Linked DNA regions of Sus scrofa: regions 1 and 2 are each linked to region 3. The links are chromatin contacts, called in public HiChIP or PLAC-seq and promoter capture Hi-C maps. All regions are on one chromosome and are shown on one strand. The core of a region is the stretch at or near the end of the contact, and the rest is flanking DNA. Distances in the headings are between cores, read along the strand shown.

Evidence for each region. Promoter capture Hi-C pulls out the DNA fragments that hold promoters and counts their contacts. HiChIP or PLAC-seq counts read pairs in DNA pulled down with a chosen protein or histone mark.
Region 1: a contact with region 3 is called in a promoter capture Hi-C map of liver, with 2.9 times the contacts expected there. The contact joins the promoter of CELSR2 here to the promoter of AMPD2 in region 3. A contact is called at or near these places in 1 of 5 promoter capture datasets (liver) and 1 of 2 datasets of contacts at active chromatin or transcription factors (alveolar macrophages).
Region 2: an H3K27ac HiChIP or PLAC-seq map of alveolar macrophages shows a contact between it and region 3. The contact joins the promoter of PSRC1 here to the promoter of AMPD2 in region 3. A contact is called at or near these places in 1 of 47 Hi-C or Micro-C datasets (embryonic fibroblasts) and 1 of 2 datasets of contacts at active chromatin or transcription factors (alveolar macrophages).

What each region holds. Positions count from the first base shown.
Region 1 is chr4:110,842,352-110,847,011 of Sscrofa11.1, reverse strand. CELSR2 (cadherin EGF LAG seven-pass G-type receptor 2) reads left to right here and starts at 1,658. Exons shown (of 35, transcript XM_021090085.1): 1 at 1,658-4,660. The coding sequence starts at 2,079.
Region 2 is chr4:110,812,023-110,816,566 of Sscrofa11.1, reverse strand. It overlaps PSRC1 (proline/serine-rich coiled-coil protein 1), which reads right to left and starts at 3,258. Exons shown (of 8, transcript XM_013997292.2): 1 at 2,912-3,258; 2 at 2,485-2,537; 3 at 2,337-2,394; 4 at 1,480-1,921; 5 at 985-1,128; 6 at 675-846; 7 at 279-372; 8 at 1-54. The coding sequence starts at 2,503. The coding sequence ends at 51. It overlaps LOC110260358 (a long non-coding RNA gene), which reads left to right and starts at 3,316. Exons shown (of 4, transcript XR_002343531.1): 1 at 3,316-3,582; 2 at 4,410-4,451.
Region 3 is chr4:110,503,796-110,507,922 of Sscrofa11.1, reverse strand. It overlaps AMPD2 (AMP deaminase 2), which reads left to right and starts at 2,800. Exons shown (of 18, transcript XM_021090067.1): 1 at 2,800-3,271. The coding sequence starts at 3,262.

The sequences.
Region 1 (4,660 bases), core at 409-2,908, 340 kb before region 3:
ACACCACAGCTCATGGCGATCTTGGATCCTTAACCCACTGAGCAGGGCCAGAGATTGAAACCTCGTGCTCACAGGTACTAGTCGGGTTCATTACCACTGAGCCACAACAGGAACTCTTGGGCTTCTTTTTAGATTTCACTTGAAATAAAGAATTCTACTGCTAAATATGTTTTTGAAATTCTGGGAGTTCCCATCTTAGCGCAGTGGAAATGAATCCTACTAGGAATCATGAGGTTGTGAGTTCTATCCCTGGCCTTGCTCAGTGGGTTAAGGATCCAGCATTGCCGTGAGCTGTGGTGTAGGTCGCAGATGTGGCTCGGATCTGGCGTTGCTGTGGCTGTGGTGTAGGCCAGCAGCAACAGCTCCAATTCAACCCCTAGCCCTGGGAACCTCCATATGCCACGGGAGTGGCCCTAGAAAAGGCAAAAAGACAAAAAAAAAGAAAAAAGAAGAAAAGAAATTCTGGAGCTTTTCAATCCCCTCATTTTACTAAAAGAAACTGAGGCACAAGCATTTGACCAAGGTGTCCCAAAGCTAGAGGGTGGTGGGCTTGGAGGAGAAAAGCCCTGGCCTCCTCCCTAGGCCAGCCCTCTCACCACCAGCCTCAGCCTTGTGCTGCTCCCATGGTTGGCTCCCACAGTTCCCCGTCCGTCCGGGGAAGGACGGAGCTGGCAAGAGGGCATCTATTCAGACAAGAGGCCCTGATGGAGCAGTCTAGGACTGGGGAACCTGTGTTAAAACTTGGCTCCACCCCTAGCACAGCCTCATGACCTGTACAAGTTTCACCCTCTCTAGGCCTCAGAAGCAGCTAAGTGTGTTTATACCAGCTGGCTTTGGCTCTGACACTCCTGGCTTACCTCCCCCAGAAAAGCCCAGGTGGCCTCGGAATTGAGGCTGGGGTCATCATTCTGCACTGCATTCTGCAGCTGGACCCCAAGGGGGGCAGCCTGATTAGATCACAGCTTTGCCAAGGCGAGGGGTAGGGGTAGGGGTAGGGGTCCGGGTCAGGGTAGGGGTGGAGGTTGGGGAGAGGGGCTCAGGACCTTTCTGTGTGTTCCCAGGGAAACAGAGTGTTTCTCTGGGCGGTGGGGGAGACTTTATACTATTGAGCAGGGCCATTTTAGCTCAGTCTGACCCGAGAGCTGTGGAGGGGACAGCCACAAGGGCTCTTCTCAGCAGCTAGCAACATCCAGCCTTTCTGAGCGGTGTGAGGTGGACACACGGTCTGAGAGCCCTTCAAAATATTTTGAAAACCCCTAAGCATACTTAGGGGTTACTGCCACCATTATTATCATTGCTGTCTGGCTTCTGATTAATTTCTCTCTAGACTATTGTAGGGATCTGGCATCGGCCCAGGGGCAGGCCTGGGGTGCGGTTCGTTAGGGGCAGGGGCGTCTGGACTGCGGGAATTCTAGAGACTCTTGCGGAGGAGGAAGCTGGGCGGGGCCCACCTCCTTTGGTGCGGCTGGCATCGCCACTTTAAGGCGGCGGCGGCGCGAGCAGGTCTATGGTAATGAGCCGCCGCCGCCGCCGCCACCGCTCTGCAGAGCTCGCCCGCCCGCCAGCCTGGAAGGCGAGGGAGCGTGGGGCTGGGCCCGGGGCCGCGGCGACAGCAGCGGCAGCGCCGGCGGGGACGCGGGGCACGAGCGGGCGGCGCGGGGCCGTCAGGGGCGGCCGGGTCCCGGCCAGGGTCCGGGTGCAAAGCTCCGCGGGCGCAGGTGGGCTATCCCGCGGGGGCGAGGGGCACTCCAAGGACCGGGGGACCGGCAGGGCCAAGGGCGCGGGGCCCGCGGGCGCAGGTGGAGAGAGCCGGGTGTGCAAGTAGAGGCGCCGCGCCAGCCGGTGGTGGTCGGGGTGACCCGGGTCGCGGGCCCGGCTCGGGGAACGGTGGGAGCCGGGGCGCGTGGGAGCGCGCAGCGCCAGGCCCTGTTGAGGCATTAAGGAGCAGGCCCTGCGGGGCGCACGAGTGGACCCCGGGGACTGGCGCCCCGGCCTGGGCATGAGGCGCGGCGGGGCCGGCAGGAGCGGGAGGAGGAGCCGCCGCCGCCGTTGACCCGGCCGGCCGGGAAGTGGGAGAGATGCGGAGCCCGGCGGCCCGCGCCCCCCTTCCAACGCCGCTGCCGCCGCTGCTGCTACTGCTGCTGCTGCTGCTGCTGCGGCCACTGCTGGGAGACCAAGTGGGGCCCTGTCGTTCCCTGGGGCCCGGGGGACGCGGCTCCTCGGGGGCTTGCGCCCCCGTGGGCTGGCTCTGTCCAGACTCATCCTCGAACCTCTGGCTCTACACCAGCCGCTGCAGGGATGCGGGGACCGAACTGACTGGCCATCTGGTGCCCCACCACGATGGCCTGAGGGTCTGGTGTCCAGAATCTGGGGCCCACATCCCCCTGCCGCCAGCCCGGGAAGGCTGCCCCTGGAGCTGTCGTCTTCTGGGCATTGGAGGCCACCTTTCCTCACAGGGCAAGCTCACCCTGCCTCATGAGCACCTGTGTTTAAAGGCCCCGCGGCTGAGATGCCAGTCTTGTAAGCTAGTGCAGACTCCAGGGTTCAGGGCAGGGGACAGCTCGGCAGAAGAGTCCATGGGTGGGCGTCGGAAAAGGAATGTGAATACAGCCCCCCAGTTCCAGCCCCCCAGCTACCAGGCCACAGTGCCCGAGAATCAGCCAGCAGGTACTCCTGTGGCATCTCTGCGGGCCATCGACCCGGATGAGGGTGAGGCAGGTCGGCTTGAGTACACTATGGATGCCCTCTTCGATAGCCGCTCCAACCATTTCTTCTCCCTGGACCCAGTCACCGGTGCAGTAACCACAGTCGAGGAGCTGGATCGTGAGACCAAGAGCACCCATGTCTTCAGGGTCACGGCACAGGATCACGGCATGCCCCGACGCAGTGCCCTGGCCACGCTCACCATCCTGGTGACTGACACCAATGATCATGACCCAGTTTTTGAGCAGCTGGAGTATAAGGAGAGCCTCAGGGAGAACCTGGAGGTTGGCTATGAGGTTCTCACTGTCAGAGCCACAGATGGTGATGCCCCTCCCAATGCCAATATTCTGTACCGCTTGCTGGAGGGCCCTGGGGGCGGGCCCTCTGAAGTCTTTGAGATTGACCCTCGCTCTGGGGTGATCCGAACCCGAGGCCCAGTGGATCGGGAAGAGGTGGAATCCTACCAGTTGACAGTGGAAGCAAGTGACCAGGGTCGGGACCCTGGTCCACGGAGTGCCACAGCTGCTGTTTTCCTGTCTGTGGAGGATGATAATGACAATGCCCCCCAGTTCAGTGAGAAGCGCTATGTGGTCCAGGTATGGGAGGACGTGACCCCAGGAGCCCTGGTACTTCGGGTCACAGCCTCGGATAGAGACAAGGGCAGCAATGCCCTGGTGCACTACAGCATCATGAGTGGCAATGCTCGGGGACAGTTTTACTTAGATGCCCAGACTGGCGCTCTGGATGTGGTGAGCCCTCTTGACTATGAGACAACCAAGGAATACACCTTACGGGTTCGGGCACAGGATGGTGGCCGCCCCCCTCTCTCAAACGTCTCTGGCCTAGTGACAGTGCAGGTCCTGGATATCAATGACAATGCCCCTATCTTTGTCAGCACCCCCTTCCAGGCTACTGTCCTGGAGAGTGTCCCCTTAGGCTACTTGGTTCTCCATGTTCAGGCCATCGATGCTGATGCTGGTGACAATGCCCGCCTGGAATACCGCCTGGCAGGGGTCGGGCACGACTTCCCCTTCACCATCAACAATGGCACAGGCTGGATCTCTGTGGCTGCTGAGCTGGACCGGGAAGAAGTTGATTTCTACAGCTTTGGAGTTGAAGCCCGAGACCACGGCACCCCTACCCTCACTGCCTCGGCCAGTGTCAGCGTGACCATCCTGGATGTCAACGACAACAACCCGACCTTTACCCAACCCGAGTACACGGTGCGGCTCAATGAGGATGCGGCCGTGGGCACCAGCGTGGTGACGGTGTCAGCCGTGGACCGTGATGCCCACAGTGTCATCACCTACCAGATCACCAGCGGCAACACCCGAAACCGCTTCTCCATCACCAGCCAGAGCGGTGGTGGGCTGGTGTCCCTTGCCCTGCCCCTGGACTACAAACTTGAGCGGCAGTACGTGCTGGCTGTTACTGCCTCTGATGGCACACGGCAGGACACCGCCCAAGTGGTGGTGAATGTCACTGACGCCAATACGCATCGTCCCGTGTTTCAGAGCTCCCACTACACGGTGAATGTTAACGAGGACCGGCCAGCAGGCACCACAGTGGTGCTGATCAGTGCCACAGACGAGGACACCGGTGAGAACGCCCGCATCACCTACTTTATGGAGGACAGCATCCCCCAGTTCCGCATCGATGCAGACACGGGGGCTGTCACCACCCAAGCCGAGCTGGACTACGAGGACCAGGTGTCCTACACCCTGGCCATCACCGCCCGGGACAACGGTATCCCCCAGAAGTCTGACACCACCTACCTGGAGATCCTGGTGAACGACGTGAATGACAACGCTCCTCAGTTCCTGCGGGACTCCTACCAGGGCAGCGTCTACGAGGATGTGCCCCCCTTCACCAGCGTCCTGCAGATCTCAGCCACTGACCGTGACTCTGGTCTTAACGGCAGGGTCTTCTACACCTTCCAAGGTGGCGATGATGGAGA
Region 2 (4,544 bases), core at 2,009-4,508, 310 kb before region 3:
AGTGACTGTAGTGGTTTGCTACTGAATTCTTGCTTGCTGTCCTGATCTCTTTACCTAAAGAGACAGAGGGGGAACTGCTTTAAAGTGCCCTTCTTTCACAAGCCCATTTGTCACCAGCTAAGTTCAAGTTCCTCCAGGTAGAAGGAAACAGGACTCCCAACCTCTCCAGGCTCCCCTCCTCACCCCCATCTGGCTGCACAGGATTCGGAGCTGACAGCGTAACAGCTCAGAAGCCCAGAAGACAGAGGGAAGAGAGACAGCATCTCAGCCTGTCTTACCTGGTAGGTCCTGGGGCTGTCACCTTCCTGGGGGGCTGCAGATTGCTGCGGCCGACACTGGTGATGGGAGGATTTGGTCGCTGAGAAACAGGAACTTGATGGGGGTTAACAAAAGACATGAATTAGTAAAAGGTTCAAGTGACCTTCTCAGAGATACTGAATGAAGACAGAACAAGTCCAGGATTTAGCGCCCCTTCCCAGCTAAGGTAAAAAACCTAAGGCTCAAACTCTGCCCAGACCCGCATTTTCTCCTTAAGTCGGTCTCCTCATGGTCAAACAGAGCTGTGAGCAAGGTAGCGAAAGTCACTGTCACCAGCTCCGGGAGGGCGTGTTCAGGCTGGGCAAGGGTGGGTGTTCCTCCTCCTGATTTCTTACCCTCTGTCCACCCTTCCTCACCTTTGTGCCCTGTGGCACCTGGTCTTGGAAGTCCTTTCCGAGCTGACAGCGGGTCTGGGGGAAGGGCACCTTTGCTGGATGGTACAGTCCGGCCAGTGAGCGGCATCTTGCTGGCGGGCCGAGGAATGGCCGATGGAACCGGTAGTCGACTGGAAGGTTTAGCCGTGGCTCCCTGTGGCCGAGATGGGCGCTGAGAATTGCTGGTAGAAGGCTGTGGGGTTAGGACTGGTCTGACGGGGGTCGGGGGGCCTGGTGGAGAGGAGGTGAGGAATTTTAGGGTTAGCTCCACATCCTCCCTCCTCCCACACACCCATGGCTTTGCTGCCAAGGTCTTCTCACTTGCTACTGCTCTCCCACTGGGCCCAGCTTTCCCCCGGACTGGAGGAGTTGATCGGGCAAGAGGAGAAGACGCTGGGCTTTTGGATGCAGGGAACAGACTGCAAGTGGGCGACTCCTGAAACACAAAGAGAGGGAGGAAAAAAGGCACTAGGATGCAAAGAGAATCGGTTCTGCTGGTTGATTAAGGGATCGAGGTGGAGAGTCACCTAGATCCCAATAAGGAAGAGCAGTTAGCTGCCAACACCGTCATCATCGCCTCCGATGTCATTTATCGAGAGCTTATTAGAGACGTTATAGAGCTTTGCAGACGCTGTGCTGCGCTTTGCTCATGGTACCCCGTTTAATTCCAACAATTTAATGAGGTAGAATGTGACTTCCATTTCACTGACAAGAAAACTGCTCTACACCTGTACTGAGTCATGAACAGTGCCAGGGGCACACATCAACCCAAACTCTCTAAACTCACCCTCTTCACGCTGGGGGGCCTCTTTCCAGATGTCGTCCGAAGAGCCCTGACTGACCCCTTCCTGTCACTGCTGCGGAGGCGGGGTGTCAGGCTGCTGGGGGAGGGAGTGCTCCGAGCCAGAGAGCTGACCGTGGGCAGCAGGTCTCGGACAGGACTGTCCTTGAGCACAAAGGTCTCCCGCCGAGGGCTGGGCTTCACTCTTCGAGGCACTGGGCCCTCGCCCGTGTTCTCTCGCTCCTGCAGGGCACACTGCTCCAGCTGAGCTGCTAACCGATTGGCCTCATCGAGGATTTCTTCCAGCTTCTCTGGGCTGAGGGGGCCTAAGCTGAGCCTCAGACCCTGGGGGGCGGGGACCACAGCATTCGGGTCACTTCGATGAGAGAGGCCTCGTCGGACAGGTTTCTCTGGAGTCGCCAACACTGCTATATCTTCTTCCTCTCGACTGACGCAGAAAACAAACCGAACACCATGCCCACACGTTAGAGAGAAGGAGACTGGGCAAAGCCCCCACGTCTGAGCCAGAGCCACAACCCCAACCCTGATGTCCCTGCTGGCTGTGAGATCTACCTGATGAGACACCTGGTTCTATGAGGCCTTCAGCATTTTCTGACATTGGAAATTATGTCAGGATGAAGATGCGGCAAATCTACTTACCCTTCTACTTAACACCCTGCAATCTCATTCCAGCTTATCCCTTCTCCCCTCCCCCAGTCGTGTCACAAGGGGCCCAAGTCAACCAGCTACCCAGAATCCTCAGTGCACCCAATCTTGCTAAATTCCCAATCCAGACCCGAGGCCAGTAAAAGTTAAAGACAAGCATTGTGGAAGCAAAGTAAGTAGGATAAAGAGTCTACTACCTGTCAGATGGTGACAGCCCCCCAAAGTCCAAGGTCTCATCCACTATAAACTTTACATCTGTAGGGGAGGAAAGAAGAAATACAGCCTTGGGTCCCAAACACGGCTCTCAATCACAGGGCCTCATTCTTCCCTCCAGGGTTTCCTTACCTTCTTCTAAACCTTCCATGTTCCAGAGAAGCAAGAATCAGCTTAGACTTGAGCTGGAGAGAAAAATACCTCCCCTCAGGTCTCCATTCTGCCCAAGGCCTCCCAGCTAGGCCCAGCTAGGCTGCAAGGGGTCGTGCTTGGAGGTGAAGCAAGCATCCCGAGAGCAGCACTTGCTCCAGTAAACCACCCCTGTTATCTCCGGGACAGGTCCAGACACGTACCTCCACACTCCAATGTCCCTGCGCACGGCGGCCCCCGCCCCCTGCGACCCGACCTCTCCTCGCAGGGCGGTCTACGCCCCCCCATCTCCCTCTCCGCGACCATTCTCTGGTTCTTCCTCTCTCCAAGCCACCTTTCTACTCCCCGCGGCACCACATCCCTTCCACGCCGGCAGCCCACCCTATTTCTACTTTCCGTTCCGCCTCACCTCCTGCGGAAGGTGCTTTCCTTCCACAACCTAGTCCCGGGAATCAGCTCCGAGGGGGCGGGGCTCCTTTCGAATCTCTCAGGCCCCACCCTCTCCTACCATGCGCACTCATGATTGGTGGCGGCCAGCATCTCCCGCCCTCGTGGGGCGGGGCGGCGGAGGGGGCCGCCGGCCGGAAGTCTGCAGGTGGGAACCAGGCGAAGAGCCGTTCCAAGAAAGGCTCCATCCGGAGAGCTAAAGCCGGGAGGCCTGGAGCAGGGAGGCCGCGAGCGCGCGCGCGCGCGAGCGGGGAAGACCTCTCAGGGCTACCCTCCGGGAGCGGGGCCTGCGAGGGGCGGGACCTCGCGGCGGCGCGCGAGGGAACGGACCAATGAGTGAGAGCCTCGCTCCCGGCCGGCCCCCCCCCCTTCTCCGCCCCCTCCTCGTGCTGGGCGGGGCTGGGTTCTGACGCCCCTCACGGCCGTCGGCCCCAAAGCTAACGCTCTGCCTGAGGAAGTTCGTCCGGGGGCTCTTTTCGGAAGCGCCGTGGTAGCCAGGGCCCTCAGTTGTGATTTTTTCCAAGTTTACGGAAGCAACCAAACTTTATACCTTAGGTATACTGAGGTTCTCTAAGAAGTACATCTTCCATCGACTTTTTAGGCAAGAACTTTAGGAACCTGTGGCATCTTGAGGTATGAAGAAAACAGGCTTTTCAGACAGGGAAGTTTGGCTTCAGATGCAACCGTGGCTCCTCTGTTGACAAGTATATGGAGCATATTTGACCTGGCAGCGTTTATATTTGACCCCTCGCTTATCTAGGAGGATCGTGGCCGTCACAGTAGGACATGGTTAGGAGGATAATTATGAACACACCATGTTTTATACCTTGTGCCTCGGAGGCTTTTGAGGGTAGTGTTGGTGACTTGCTTCCTCTAAATTAAAAGCTGTGTTTGTAAAAAAGCTTAGGCCTCCTTATTAGGGATTTTCTTTGTTGTTTCCAAGGGTTGCCTGTGAATAGACTGGGCTACCAGTTAACTGAGCTTCTTAGAAAGGTTCTAAACATTTTAAGTTAAAAGGCCCTGGAAGAGTGGTTGAAGAGCTTTCTCGAAAACAAAGAGCCTGAGCTTTTAGTCTCCAGAGTTTATGACCATTATAGGCTTTCTGTTTACCTCTTAGTTTTTAGTTGTCAAGTTCAGGTGGTGAGGTTTGCAGGAGTGAGGTGTTACTGTGAGAAATGCCACAGGAAGCAGAGCAGCCTTGGAATTTAGTGGCTTGATAAGGGAAAGGGTGGGGAGGCTGAGAAGTTGCAAGTTGATGTGAGGAAGAGCTCAGAGAAGAGGCTTGCCTCTTTTTCCATAGGTTTTCTGCTGAAGGTGGAATTTTAATTGCTTGTAGGGCTCAGATTGTTTGGAGGTGGGAAAACCTGTGCCAGTAGCTCCCCTTCTCTCCTGGCAGGTAGTGGCAGGTGGAGATCAGAGGGAAAGAAACTCTTAATTAACTGCATTCCTTTTTCCCCTAGGAGCAGCGAGCCGGAGTAGGGAAATCCTTCACCCACCTTCAGGTAAGTGGAGGAGACAGTTTTAGCAAACAAAAGTTTCTCTCTCCTAAGGAAATTCATCTCTAATTTTTTTTTTTTTTTTTTTTTGGTCTTTTT
Region 3 (4,127 bases), core at 1,551-4,050:
CTTGCTGAAGTTTTGTAGGTGGGGAGATTGGTGCTTAGCTGTAATCAAGGCAGAGTTCCTAGGGGGGACAGCAACCAAAAGGCCTGGAAATCAGGGAGGGTTGCAGGGTGAAGAGTGTGTTGCAGGTGGGACCAAGGATGGTGAAGGGACTAGTCAACTGGTTTGCCTAGGTAGGGTGAAGGGCAGAAATTGCCACCTCTGGGCTAGTTAGGTAGGTAAATAGGTAGGTAGGTCTGGATTAAGGTGGAATCCCAAAGAGACCTGGCCCCATGCAAGACACTACTCCTTAAAACTATGCCAAAATTTGCATTTTATCAGACTATAGATGACGTTCTATATGGTTACCTAGTACTTGATTCTTGATTTTGAGATTTTATTATTCATTGTTGAGAGCCCAACAGCCTCAAAATTCCCAAAGGCGCCAAGATCAATTTAGTCTGAGGTTAAAACCTAGCAGAGTCTGCTGTGGGTGTGATATGGAGGCTATTACAGATCTTTAGAGACTTTTGCTACTTTCCATTTCCTTGATTATATAAGTAATGGATATGTATTGTAGATAATTTTTTAAATGCAAATGAATATAAAGAAGAAAATAAATATAACCCATAACCCCACCATTCACAGATAATCATTTGTTGAATTTTTGATGTGTTTCTTTTCTATGCATATATGTCACATAATTAGGGCCAAACTATATGTACAGATTTTTGCATCCATTTTTTTCGCCTAACTTTACATTGTAAACATTTTCACCTTATTAAGAAATTCTTGGGAGTTCTGATGTGGCTCAGTGGAAAGGAATCTGACTAGCATCCATGAGCATGCAGGTTCGAGTCCTGGCCCTTGCTCAGTGGGTTAAGGATCTGGTGTTGCCATGAGCTGTGGTGTAGGTCACAGATGTGGCTTGGATCCCGTGTTGCTGTGGCTGTGGCATAGGCTGGCAGCTACACCTCTGATTTGACCCCCTAGCCTAGGAACCTCCATATGCCAAGGGTGCAGCCCTGGAAAAGACAAAAAGACAAAAAGACAAAAAAAAAAAAAAAAAAAAAAGAAATTCTTCAAAAACAATTTTTGATTGTTGTATTTCATTGCACTCATATGACATCATTTAAACACATCTGTGTTTTGGACTTTTTAGTTTCCAAACTTTCTATGTGATAAACACTGTAGTTATGAACAACTTTGTGTGTATTTTTTCTGGTAGCTCTTTTGAGAACAGTTTCCTTTAAGTGAAATTCCTGGGTCAAACAATATGAAACTTTTTTTTTTTTTTTTTTTTTGCATGTCCCATCTCATTACACCCTTGCCTGCTTTAGGAGTTTTTTCCCTTTATTTTTTTAAAAATGATTTTTATTTTTTCCATTACAGTTGGTTTACAGTGTTCTGTCAATTTTCTATTGTACAGCAAAGTGACCCAGTCATATATACCTTCTTTTTCTCACATTATTCTCCATCACGCTCCATCACAAGTGACTAGATATAGTTCCCAGTGCTATGAGGCAGGATCTCATTGCTTATCCATTCCAAAGGCAATAGTTTGCATCTATTAACCCCAGACTCCCAGTCCATCCCACTCCCTCCTCCCTCTTGGCAACGTTTTTTTTCCTTTAATCTTTGCTAATTTGATGGGTAAACATGGTATCTTCTTGTTCTATTTTTGGTTTTATTGCTTCTTTGTGGGGTGAACTCCCTCCGTCCCTTTGCTTATGGAGGCCATGGCTTTTCCGGTTTGTTCTGGGTGAGGAGCAGGAGGTAGGGATCAATGGAGGCAGAACCATATGTAGGGAGAGAACAGGGTTCAGGGTTCACAATCCAGCCTGGAGAGGAGTGGGGGAGGCAGAGTTTGGGAGGGAATTTGGCTGTGGAGGTGGTGAGAACTGGGAGGAGCTGGGCAAACAGCATTAGTACAAGTGGGCGTGTGGGGTCAAAGGGCTCCCACGAGGCAAAGAGATCAGGAAAAGAGAAATTGCTGCTAATATGCTTAATTATGTCCAGAGACCTTATCAGGCCTTCTCCCCGCTGCAGCCGCCGCCCCACTGGCCCCCAGCTTTCCTTTAGGTAGGATCCTCTGCCACTTGTGAGTAGGGGTGCTGGTTGGGCGAGGTATCTGCAGTTCTTTACCGGCTGCAAGGTGAATGAACCGTGAGAGTGGCAACAGGGGACCAAGGCCAAGGACAGATCCATGATAACTATCATTAACTTAGTGGTAATTACAAGCCAAGCACTGTTCTAAGCACTTCACTTCTATTCATTTATCCTAAAAACAACCATCTAAAGCAGGGTCTCTCACACTCTTCTTACAGAGAAAATGAAAGCACAGAGAAGTTAATAACATCCCAGCGGCAGTCAGGAAGGAGTCTGGAATTGAACCCAGGCATTCTGGCTACAGAACCTACGCTCTCAACCAATAAATATAGAAATAAATGTGGGAAAGGGAGCCAGAATTGCAGGGCCCCCCCTGCCTAGCTCCGCCTGCCTGTGTAAGAAAACCGACGACCTAGATTAAGAACGCCGGCTAGGGCCTCTGCTAAAAGAGAATCCCAGAACAATAATAAGAGCTATCTTTTATTGGGCTCTGGCTTTGTGCCAGGCACCGTGCAAAGGTGTTTTAACGTTTAATCCTCACAATAACCCTTTTGAATGAGGCACCGCGATTACCCCATCTGATTTTACGGGTGAGGAAGCTGACGCACAGAACTTGCCCAAGACGCTGCCGGGCCGATGCCGAGTGGCTGCTGCCCACGTGGCTCCGGGAAGAGGAAAAAGGGCGGGGGCGGGGCCGGCTGGCGGGGGCGGGTCGGAAAGGGGCGGGGCCACGGACCCGGCGGGGCCGCAGAGACGCGCGCCGGCGCTGGCGAGGTTTCGGTGGGGTCACACTTGTTGCGTGACTCCCCCACAGTGCAGCTACCGGAGTCCGACCCCGCATACCCAGAAAGTGTGGAGAGAAACCCAGACGAGTTCCGGGTCCCGCTCTCTGGGGAGCACGTGGCCTGCCTGCCTCTCGAGTGCGGGGCCCGGGGGTGGGACTCCGGGGTCTCTAAGGCCGGTGCCGCGGCCCAGGTCGGCAGGGATCTGCCTCCCACCTGCCGGCAATTTTGAAGGACTGCTTTACTCCTTCCATCTTAGTGCCAGGGCAGGGGTCCTTAGAGCGACTTGGCGGGGTCTGGACCCCAGCCCTCTTCCCTTTCCTCGCCACCTGGCTTCCCGGCGGTGTAGACCCTGGCGAGCAGACTCCCCGGTACCGCACAGGGCTCGAGCAGCATGGCCTCAGGTGAGTGGGGTGTGGGGGGCAGGGTCTCTGGGACAGAGAAGAGCAGTGGTCAGAGTGACAAGAGGGTGGGCACAACCTGCAGACCTAGGGGAGGCAGCCAGCTTCTCCTGGGGGAGGGCCTGGACAGCAGAGCCTGAGCGTGGAAAGACAGAAGGGAAAGTCAGAAGCGGCTGGGGTCTCTTTACCAGACCCCCAGAAGCCCTTGCTTCGCAGCCTTCCTGCCTTCCTACAGGGTAGCTTCTGCTGGACAGTGGAATTTTCCTAAGACAGGCTCCTCCCTGCTGGGCTGGGATTCTCAGTTCGACCTCATCCTCCCAGAGGTGGGCTGGCCCTTTGGCCGGGTGGGGTGTGTGTGTGTGTGTGTGTCAGAGGATATGAGAGGACTCTGCTCCCAGAGGGGCTGGGTCTTCATAGAGTCCGCCTGCTCAGAAAGTGTTCTGAGCTTGGGGACCCCTCTTTATCATTATTTTTTTCTCCCAGGCTGGCTGGACCAGTTAGCCTGGACTTTGACTCTTTTGCTCCAGAGCCCTGGCAAGGGACAAGGGCTCGGATGGGGTTGGTGGAGTGCTAGGGCTGGCCCTGCCCCATCTCGTTGCCTCACCTCCACTCCGCAGGCCCAGCTATCCTCAGTCACGTCACTCTGTCACTCTGGGGACTGAGGAGAGGAGGGGATGGAGGCCCCCCCGCCCCCGAGGTTGCCTAGACAACATCAGAAATCGTGGCCAGGGCCTCTTCCGCTGGCGGGGCCTCTGCTTCCTGCATCAGTCACTCCCGCTGGGGGCGGGGCAGAGAAAGGGGTTGGATGTGGCAGAGCCAGGCCCAGCTGGTGCGGCTCAGACTCCCCCCGCCATCTCCG